Regions from separate parts of the Callithrix jacchus genome. Here region 1 is linked to region 2. A link is a contact called in public Hi-C data. All regions are on one chromosome and are shown on one strand. The core of a region is the stretch at or near the end of the contact, and the rest is flanking DNA. Distances in the headings are between cores, read along the strand shown. Region 1 holds the start of TRPC4AP (transient receptor potential cation channel subfamily C member 4 associated protein). Region 2 has its middle 16 kb from the start of MMP24.

The links. A called contact is a pair of places that touch in the nucleus more often than the background predicts.
Region 1: a Hi-C map of induced pluripotent stem cells shows a contact between it and region 2, with 2.5 times the contacts expected there. The contact joins the promoter of TRPC4AP here to the enhancer-like site in region 2. A contact is called at or near these places in 3 of 3 Hi-C or Micro-C datasets (induced pluripotent stem cells and skeletal muscle).

The regions. Positions count from the first base shown.
Region 1 is chr5:4,218,669-4,223,218 of calJac240_pri, reverse strand. TRPC4AP (transient receptor potential cation channel subfamily C member 4 associated protein) reads right to left here and starts at 1,884. Exons shown (of 20, transcript XM_078371060.1): 1 at 1,092-1,884. The coding sequence starts at 1,541.
Region 2 is chr5:4,105,956-4,110,171 of calJac240_pri, reverse strand. No RefSeq gene overlaps it. Among named protein-coding and RNA genes, the nearest start is that of MMP24, 16 kb to the right of the region's middle. Within about 2 kb of position 1,516, at least 6 of the 16 cell types and tissues checked have an H3K27ac peak or open chromatin away from gene starts, as enhancers often do.

The DNA of each region.
Region 1 (4,550 bases), core at 635-3,134, 110 kb before region 2:
ACCTCACTCCCACCAACCACTTTATAGTTTCTTGAGTATCCTTCAAACTTCCTTGATGCAAAAGCTGTCTTTTAAATAAAGCTAATGTTTTACAGGTGTGTTAGCAAGGTTTGAGGTGGGGGAGGGTGAAAGAAGGAGGAGACTAGGTCTTACTAATTCTGCTTTACCCTAAAGCAGTGTCCTTCACTCACTCAAAAATAATAATCACCATATGTTGGGCACCTGTTATAAATCAGATACTTAATATTAACCAACCACTTTCAGCCAGAAATGCACTAATGCTTTACACAATTGCCCCCTTTGATCTCCACAACAATCTTAAAAGGTTGGTTACTAATTCTCATCTTCATCTTACAAGTGAGGAAACTAAGGCACAGAAAGGTAACCTGCCCAACCAAGAGAGAGGAGCAGGGCTTTGAACCCAGGCCTGACTCCAGAGTCCCTCTTAACCATGACGCTCTACATTGGCAAACCAGATCCAGTCTCTGCACCCGCTGGAAGTCAGCCTAATGTGGGAGACAGGCGAGAAAAAGGCAGACAACAAAGAAATATGAAATTATAGACTAAGAAAGTAACGTAAACGAAACCAATGCGCGGCTGTGACAGAATAACAACGGGGACCTACTTTAGAAAGGAGGAAGAGAGAGTGTCAAGGAAAGGCCTGAGAAAATGACATTTATGATAACGCTTGGGAACCGTCTGGGGGCTGCAATGATGACCCCCTCCCCCACGCCCAATACACGGGAGAAACTCGAGGCCCATAGAGACTAAAACAAACTCGCCAGGGTCTCCCAGACATGCAGACGTGGCGCAAGGGAGGGAGGATCCAGAAACCGGGCCCAGGGTTCGTACACGCCATCAGTGCCCACAGCAGCCCAGCCCCGCTCGGCTACTGACAAGGGACATCAAGCCAGCTGCTTTCCACGGCCCCGCTGCAGCTGAGAGCGTCCGGGCAGCTCACAGGGAGGCCTTGCGGCCAGCCAAGGGGGGTCTGGCCTGTCCAGCGGCGGCCTGGAAAGGCCTCTTTCCCGGTCCCTGGCCAGCTCCCGCCTGGTCCGCCCCGCCCCGCCCCTCCTGGGCCAGCCTCGTACCTGCACTGCCCGGACCAGACCCCGGCCGGTCAGCTGGCCCTGCCGCAGCTGCAACAGAATGTTCCCGGGCCGCGGCCGGCCGCCCCATCCGCCCCAAGCCGCTACTGTGGCTGCCGACCGTCTGCCTCGGCCGGCTCCGGACCCTGCCACTGCCGGCGCCGCCGCCATGTCTCCTCGTCCGACAAACAGGAAGCAAGCGGCCTCGGGGCCCAGGAGATTTCTACGGGGCGGCGGAGGGGTCGCCGCAGCGCCCCCAGCGGGCCGTCGGCGGAGGCGCAAGCCGCGTGGCACGAACAGTGCGCGTCGTGGGGGCTGCTGGGAAATGTAGTCCTGCGCGGCAGCGGGGCCGGTGGGAAAAAAGATAAGGTCTTTCCGGTACCTCCGGTTTCTCTGGCCCCCGGGCCCAGCATTCAGGCTGAATCTCCCGAGGTCTGAGATCAGTCCCTGCATGCGCACTCTCCCATTTCTCCCCTTCTGTTTGGGGAGGATGCAGGCAGCTGGCTAAGAAATGATCCTGGGCTTCAGGTCAGGAGTCAGGCCCTCGAATCTGATTCTGGCCTGCTTCTCTCTGCCTGTGACTCGCCGCGGACCTCGACCAAGTCATCGCACTCTGCTCCTGCCCCTCAGTGTCCTCATCAGGTCACTCCAGCTATAGGTCCTGGGATCCTGATCAGTCAATCAGTAGTTCCTGGGGCTTTCTTTGCACCCGACACTGAACCATGTCTGGGGAAAGGTGGGGTGTCTGGGATACAGCGGTGAGCAGAACGGCCTAGAACTCTTTATCACGAAATGCAGGTCACAGGGGAAAACAGCAGAAAGAAATGCACAGACTCAAACTGGATAAGTTGTGTAACTGGATAGGTTGTTGTGAAATTAAATGATGGAAGGCAAAGGGTTTAGTAAGTTGTGACATCACATTCTCTGTCAAAGGGAAACCCTGTCCTACTTTCTATCCACCAGATAGCCTGTTGTCTCTACCATGAGCCCACATATTCATTCTTTAAGCTAACTTCTGTGGCAAGATGGCTCTGACTCCTTGCACCCAATGCACACACAATTTTTCCCTTTCTAGCAAGGGGCTTGCCATAAAAATGAAAGAGGGCCAGGCGCGGTGGCTCACGCCTGTAATCCCAGCACTTTGGGAGGCCGAGGTGGGTGGATTGCCTGAGCTCAGGAGTTCGAGACCAGCCTGGGCAACAAGGGGAAATCCCGTCTCTACTAAAATACAAAAAATTAGCCTGGCGTGGCGGCGTGCACCTGTAGTCCCGGTTGCTCCGGAGGTTGAGGCAGGAGAATTGCAAGAATCCGGGAGGCAGAGGTTGCAGTGAGCCAACCACTGCACTCCAGACAGAGCGAGACTCCGTCTCAAATAAAAAAAAAAAAAAAGTGGGGGGGGGGAGCTAAGTGTGATGTAAGAGGGAATGGTGAAGATTGTGACTCAACTAAGATGGCTGTAAATAATTGCTCAGACCAAACACTTTAAAGAATGAAAAGACACAATAAATAATTACATCTGGACAGTAGGCATAAAAGGGACTCTCCCAGGTGAACTGGCACTCTGGTTACCATCCTCACGCCCCATCTAAAAGGAGTGGTCTCACCATCCTTCTTTATAGAACTAGAAAGAAAAAATTCTAAAATTCATATGGAACCAAAAAACAGCCTGCATAGCCAAAGCAAGAATAAGCAAAAAGAATAAATCTGAGGCCAAGCGCAGTGGCTTGTGCCTGTAATCCCAGCACTGGGAGGCTGAGGCAGGTGGATCATCTGAGGTTGGGAGTTTGAGACCAGCCTGACCAATATGGAGAAACCTCGTCTCTACTAAAAATACAAAAATTAGCCGGATGTGGTGGCACATGCCTGTAATCACAGCTACTTGGGAGGCTGAGGCAGGAGAATCGCTTGAACCCAGGAGGGTTGCCATGAGCCGAGATCGCGCCATTGCACTCCACCCTGGGCAGCAAGAGCAAAACTCTGTCTCAATAAATAAATAAATAAATAAATAAGAATAAATCTGGAGGCATCACATTACCTGACTTCAAACTATACTATAAGGCCATAGTCACCCAAACAACATGGTACTGGTATAAAAATAGGCACATAGATTAATGGAACAAAATAGAGAACACAGAAATAAAGCCAAATACTTTTAGCCAACTGATCTTCCACAAAGCAAACAAAAACATAAAGTGGGGAAATGACATCCTTTTCAACAAATGGTGATAACTGGCAAGCCACAAGATAAAACTGGATCCTCATCTCTCACCTTATACAAAAATAAACTCAGCTGGGGGCAGTGGCTCACACCTGTATCCCAGCACTTTGGGAAGCCAAGGCAGGCAGATCACTTGAGGTCAGGAGTTGAAGACCAGCCTGGCCAACATAGTGAAACCCCACCTCTACTAAAAATACAAAAATTAGCTGGACATGGTGGTGGGCACCTGTAATCCCAGCTACTCAGGAGACTAAGGCAGGAGAATCACTCGAACCCAGGAGGCAGAGGCTGCAGTGAGCCATGATCATGCCACTGCACTCCAGCCTGGGCAACAGAGACTCCACCTCAAAAAAATAATAGTAATAATAATAATAAACTCAAAATGAATCAAGGACTTTTAATCTAAGACCTGAAACCATAAAAATTCTAGAAGATAACATTGGAAAAACCCTTCCAGACATTGGCTTAGGCAAATACTTCATGACCAAGAATCCAAAAGCAAATGCAACAAAAACAAAGATAAATAGATGAGACTTAAATAAACTAAATTAATTAAACTAAATTAAAATTAGCAAAAAAAAAAAAAAAACAATCAGCAGAGTAAACAGACAACCTACAGAGTGGGAGAAAATCTTACATCCAACAGAGGACTAATATCTAGAATCTACAAGGAACTCAAACAAATCAGCAAGAAAAAAGCAATCTCATCAAAAAGTGGGCTAAGGGCAGGAAGAGACAGTTCTCAAAAGAAGATATACAAATGGCCAACAAACATGAAAAAACTCTCAACATCACTAACAATCAGGGAAATGCAGATCAAAACCACAATGCCATACCACCCTACTCCTGCAAGAATGACCATAGTCAAAAAATAATAGAAGTCGGCGTGGATGTGGTGAAAAGGGAACACTCACACTGCTGGTGGGAATATAAACTAGTACAACCACTATGGAAAACAGTATGGAGATTTGTAAAGAACTGAAAGTAGAACTACCATTTGATCCACAATCCTACTACTGGGTGTCTACCCAGAGGAAAATAAGTCATTATTCAAAAAAGATACTAGCACATGCATGTTTATAGCAGCACAATCCACAATTGCAAAAATATGGAACTAGCCCAAATGTCCATTATCACTGAGTGGACAAAGAACTTGTGGTATGTATGGCTGGGCACAGTGGCTCACGCCTGTAATCCCAGCACTTTGGGAGGCTGAGACAGGTGGATCACAAGGTCAGAAGATC
Region 2 (4,216 bases), core at 267-2,766:
TGAACCTAGGAGGCAGAGGTTGCAGTGAGCTGAGGTGGTACCACTGCACTCCAGCCTGGACAGGTGATAGAGCGAGACTCTGTCTCAAAAAAAAAAAGATGCTGGAACAACGGGACTTTCATAGGCAAAAATGGAAACCTTGACCTATACCACATACCTTGTATTTAACAAATTTAGTTGAAGTGGATCATAGACCTAAATATAAACTCATGAAACTTTTAGAAAAAAGCATAAAAGAAAAACTTTTGTCACTTTGGGTTAGGCAGAGTTCTTAGATGCAACATTAAAGCACAGTTTATAAAAGGAAAATTGAATAAATTAGATTTCATCAAAACTAAATTTTTTTGTCAAAAGGCATTGACAAGCAATAACCTTGGAGAAAATATTTGCAAATTACATTTCTTTCTGTTTTGTTTTTTTGAGATGGGGATTTGCTCTTGTCACCCAGGCTGGATTGCAATGGTGCGATCTCGGCTCACTGCAACTTCCTCCTCCCAGGTTCAAGTGTCTCCTGCCTCAGCCTCCCCAGTAGCTGATATTACAGGTATCCACCACCCAGCCTGGCTAATTTTTGTGTTTTTAGTAGAGATGGAGTTTCACCGTGTTGACCAGGCTGGTCTTAAACTCCTGACCTCAAGTGATCCCTCCCAAATTTGGCCTCCCAAAGTGCTGGGATTACAAGTGTGAGCCACTTCAACCTTGGCCTCCCAAAGTGCTGGATTACAGGTGTGAGCCACTGCACCCAGTCGCAAATCACATTTCTAACAAAGGACTTGAATACACAATTTATTTTTTAATATGTTTTCTAATTTTTATTTTGTTTTATTTGTGGTAGAGACAGACTCTTGCTATGTTGCCCAGGCTGGAGTGCAGAGGTACGATCTTGGCTCACTGCAACCTCTGCCTCCCAGGTTCAAGCGATTCTCTGGCCTCAGCCTCCTGAGTAGCTGGGACTACAGGAGCACATCACCATGCCTGGCTGATTTTTGTATTTTTAGTAGAGATGGGGTTTCAACATGTTGGCCAGGTGGTCTCGAACCACTGACCTCAGGTGATCTGCCCACCTCAGCCTCCCAAAGTGCTAGGATTTCAGGAGTGAGCCACCGGGCCCGGCCAAGTTATGACTGTCTTCATTTCTATTAACCTTCCATTTCCTCTCCTTCCACAAATCCTAAACTTTATTATTTGGAACTTATAATTTCTGAGTAAGTTATTCCTTCTGTCTCAAGAGGGCACAATTCTTGTTATTGAGAGAGGTAAAATAATACTCTATCTGCCCTGGGCACTTTAAGTGAGAATCCGTTTATCGGGTTAACTGGCTGTCACTGTGGATGGCAGTGAGCACGCCTCTGAGTGGCCAGGACAGAGGACGGATGTGCTTTGATGGGAGAGAAGGGAAGGAAAAGCCGACAGCACCACGATGGGAAAATAGAGGCCAGAGGTAGAGGTAGAGACGGTGATCAGGGAGTGGAGATGCGAGCATGCCAAGGACATCCCGTGCTGACTTCACAGCGCTGGCTCTGGGCATAGGCCAGTCTCTTCCGGGAGCTTTCATTTTCTCTCTTCGGAATCTGTCAACTCTCTACTGCAATCTGTCTCACAGTCTAATAGCCAAAATCCTCTTCCTCTGTCTCTATTTATTCAACAAATATTTATCTTAAGTGACTCTATTCACACTCCCTCTTGTTTGTCCTGCAGTGAAGCCCTTTTACATCTGCTTATCTTTTCTGATCCAAGGAAAGGAAGGAGAATTAACCCTGACTTCCAGAGAAGGAAATAGTCTCAGAAAGGTTAAGTGATTTATCTCCAGTCGCCCTTTTAATACTGAGTACTGGACTCTTTCATGATCTATGTACTCTGCTGCCCCCTACCGTGAACATAGCAATAGGTGCTAAATAACAACACAACAGAACACCACACAATACTAAAGACTACATGACACTATAAATAGTGCTTACATTTGTTCATTTAACAAATATTTGGCTAGGAGCAGTGGCTCACACCTGTAATCCCAGCACTTTGGGAGGCCGAGGCGGCTGGATCACTTGAGGCCTGGAGTTCAAGACCAGCCTGGTCGACATGGTGAAACCCCACCTCTACTAAAAATACAAAAATTAGCTGGGTGTGGTGGCACAGGACTGTAATCCAAGCTACTTGGGAGGCTGAGGCAGGAGAATCACTTGAACCCAGGAGGCGGAGCTTGCAGCGAGCCAAGATCACGCCACTGCACTCCAGCCTGGGTGACAGAGTCAGACTCCATCCTTTAAAAAAAAAAAAAAAAAAAAAAAAGGAAAAAGTATAAGGGTATGCCTAGTCTGGAGGCTTAGGGAACTCTTACACAAAGGAGAATTCATAGAAATAAATTATTGGTTGGCTATGGGGGAGGTTAAAGTGATATCAAAAATGCCTTCCAGGTCTCTGGCATGAACAACTGGGCAGATAAAGTACAATTACTAAGTCGGGGAAGCCTAGAGGAAGAAGATATTTTGAATGGAAAGAATATGAACTTGGCTGTGGCTTTTTGCAGTTTGGGAATCCCATGAGATATTAAGGTATAGATGTGGCGTAAGCAATTGGATTTAGGAGCTTGGGAGCAAGGTCTATGCTAGAAATATAAATTTGGGAGTTGTTGGGATACAGACTGTATTTGAAACTGTGGTAATGGATGAAATATCTTAGTGGGAAAATAATAGAAAGAGTAGAAGGCTTATAACTTCCCTGAGAAACTCCAGCATTTAAAAGGTGAACTGGAAGAGATGGAGCTAGCAAAAACTTAGGATAAGGGGCCAAGGAGAGGAAAATCAGAAATGTGCGATCACCCCAAAGTCAGGGGAAGTGTATTTCAAAAAGGAGACTGGTCAGCTGTGGTGGTGATTACCAAAAAATCAAGTACAGGTTGGGGGCGGTGGCTCACACCTGTAATCCCAGCACTTTGGGAGGCCAAGGCAGGTGGATCACAAGGTGAGGAGTTTGAAACCAGCCTGGCCAACGTGGTGAAACCCCATCACTACTAAAAATACAAAAATTAGCCAGGTGTGGTGGCAGGCTCCTGTAATCCCAGCTACTGGGGAGGCTGGGACAGAAGAATGGCTTGAACCTGGGAGGCAGAGGTTGCAGTGAGCCAAGATGGTGCCATTGCACTCCAGCCTGGGCAGCGAAGAGTGTAACTCCGTCTCGTTTTCTTGGTCTACAATGATTTTCTTGGTCTGCCTGGTGAAATTTAGATTCAGTTTCAGAGGACTAGAGGTAGAGACCAGGCTACTACCTCCTAGAAGCCCTCCTAAAGGCCACCACAGCCTATGGTCTTCAACCAGTGGTCTTCATACTCTTTTGCTCACATACCACTTAAAATAATTTTGATAAATAATGTCAGCTGGACACAGCAGCTCAAGCCTGTCATCCCAGTATTATGGGAGGCTAAGGCTGGAAGATCACTTGAGCCCAGGAGTTTGAGACCAATCTGGGCAACATAGTGAAACTCCATCTCCACAGAAATAAAAAATTAGCCAGGTGTGGTGTTGTGTGCCTGTCGTCCTAGCTGTTTGTGAGGCTGAGGTGGGAGAATTGCTTGAGCCCAGGAGTTCAAGTCTGCAGCAAGCTATGATCATGCCACTATACTCTTACCTGGGCAACAGAGCAAGACCCCCATCTCTAAGAAAATAAATAAATGAAATAAAAATGTTAAAAAAATATTAGGCCAAGTGCAGTGTTTCACTGAGAGGTATAAGGAGATTCAGAAATAGGTATAAATGGCTTGGGGAGCCTCCAAAATCTTCAGGTCCAGGTATCTCCCACCCCTTCAAAGGACTGCTGATACTACTCCATGGCTCCTGATGATGAAGAACCAGTCATCAGGACCTGTAATATCAACACTTTGGAACACAAAGATGGGAGGATTGCTTGAGCTCCGGAGTTCAGGACCAGCCTGGGCAACATAGTATGACTTCATCTCTAGGAAAAATTTTAAAAAATTAGGTGAGCATGATGGCAAATACCTATAGTCTCAGCTACTTGGGAAGCTGAGGCAGGAGGATTTCTGGAACCCAGGAGATCGAGTAGGCTATGATTGTGCCACTGCATTCCAGCCTGGACTATAGAGCAAGACCCTGTCTCAAAACTAACAAAAATACATACAAAATTTTACAAGATAAATAATGTCGCTCATAATTGAAGGATATTTTCTGAATCTTGTATTTTTAACTGTCCCCCAATCTGA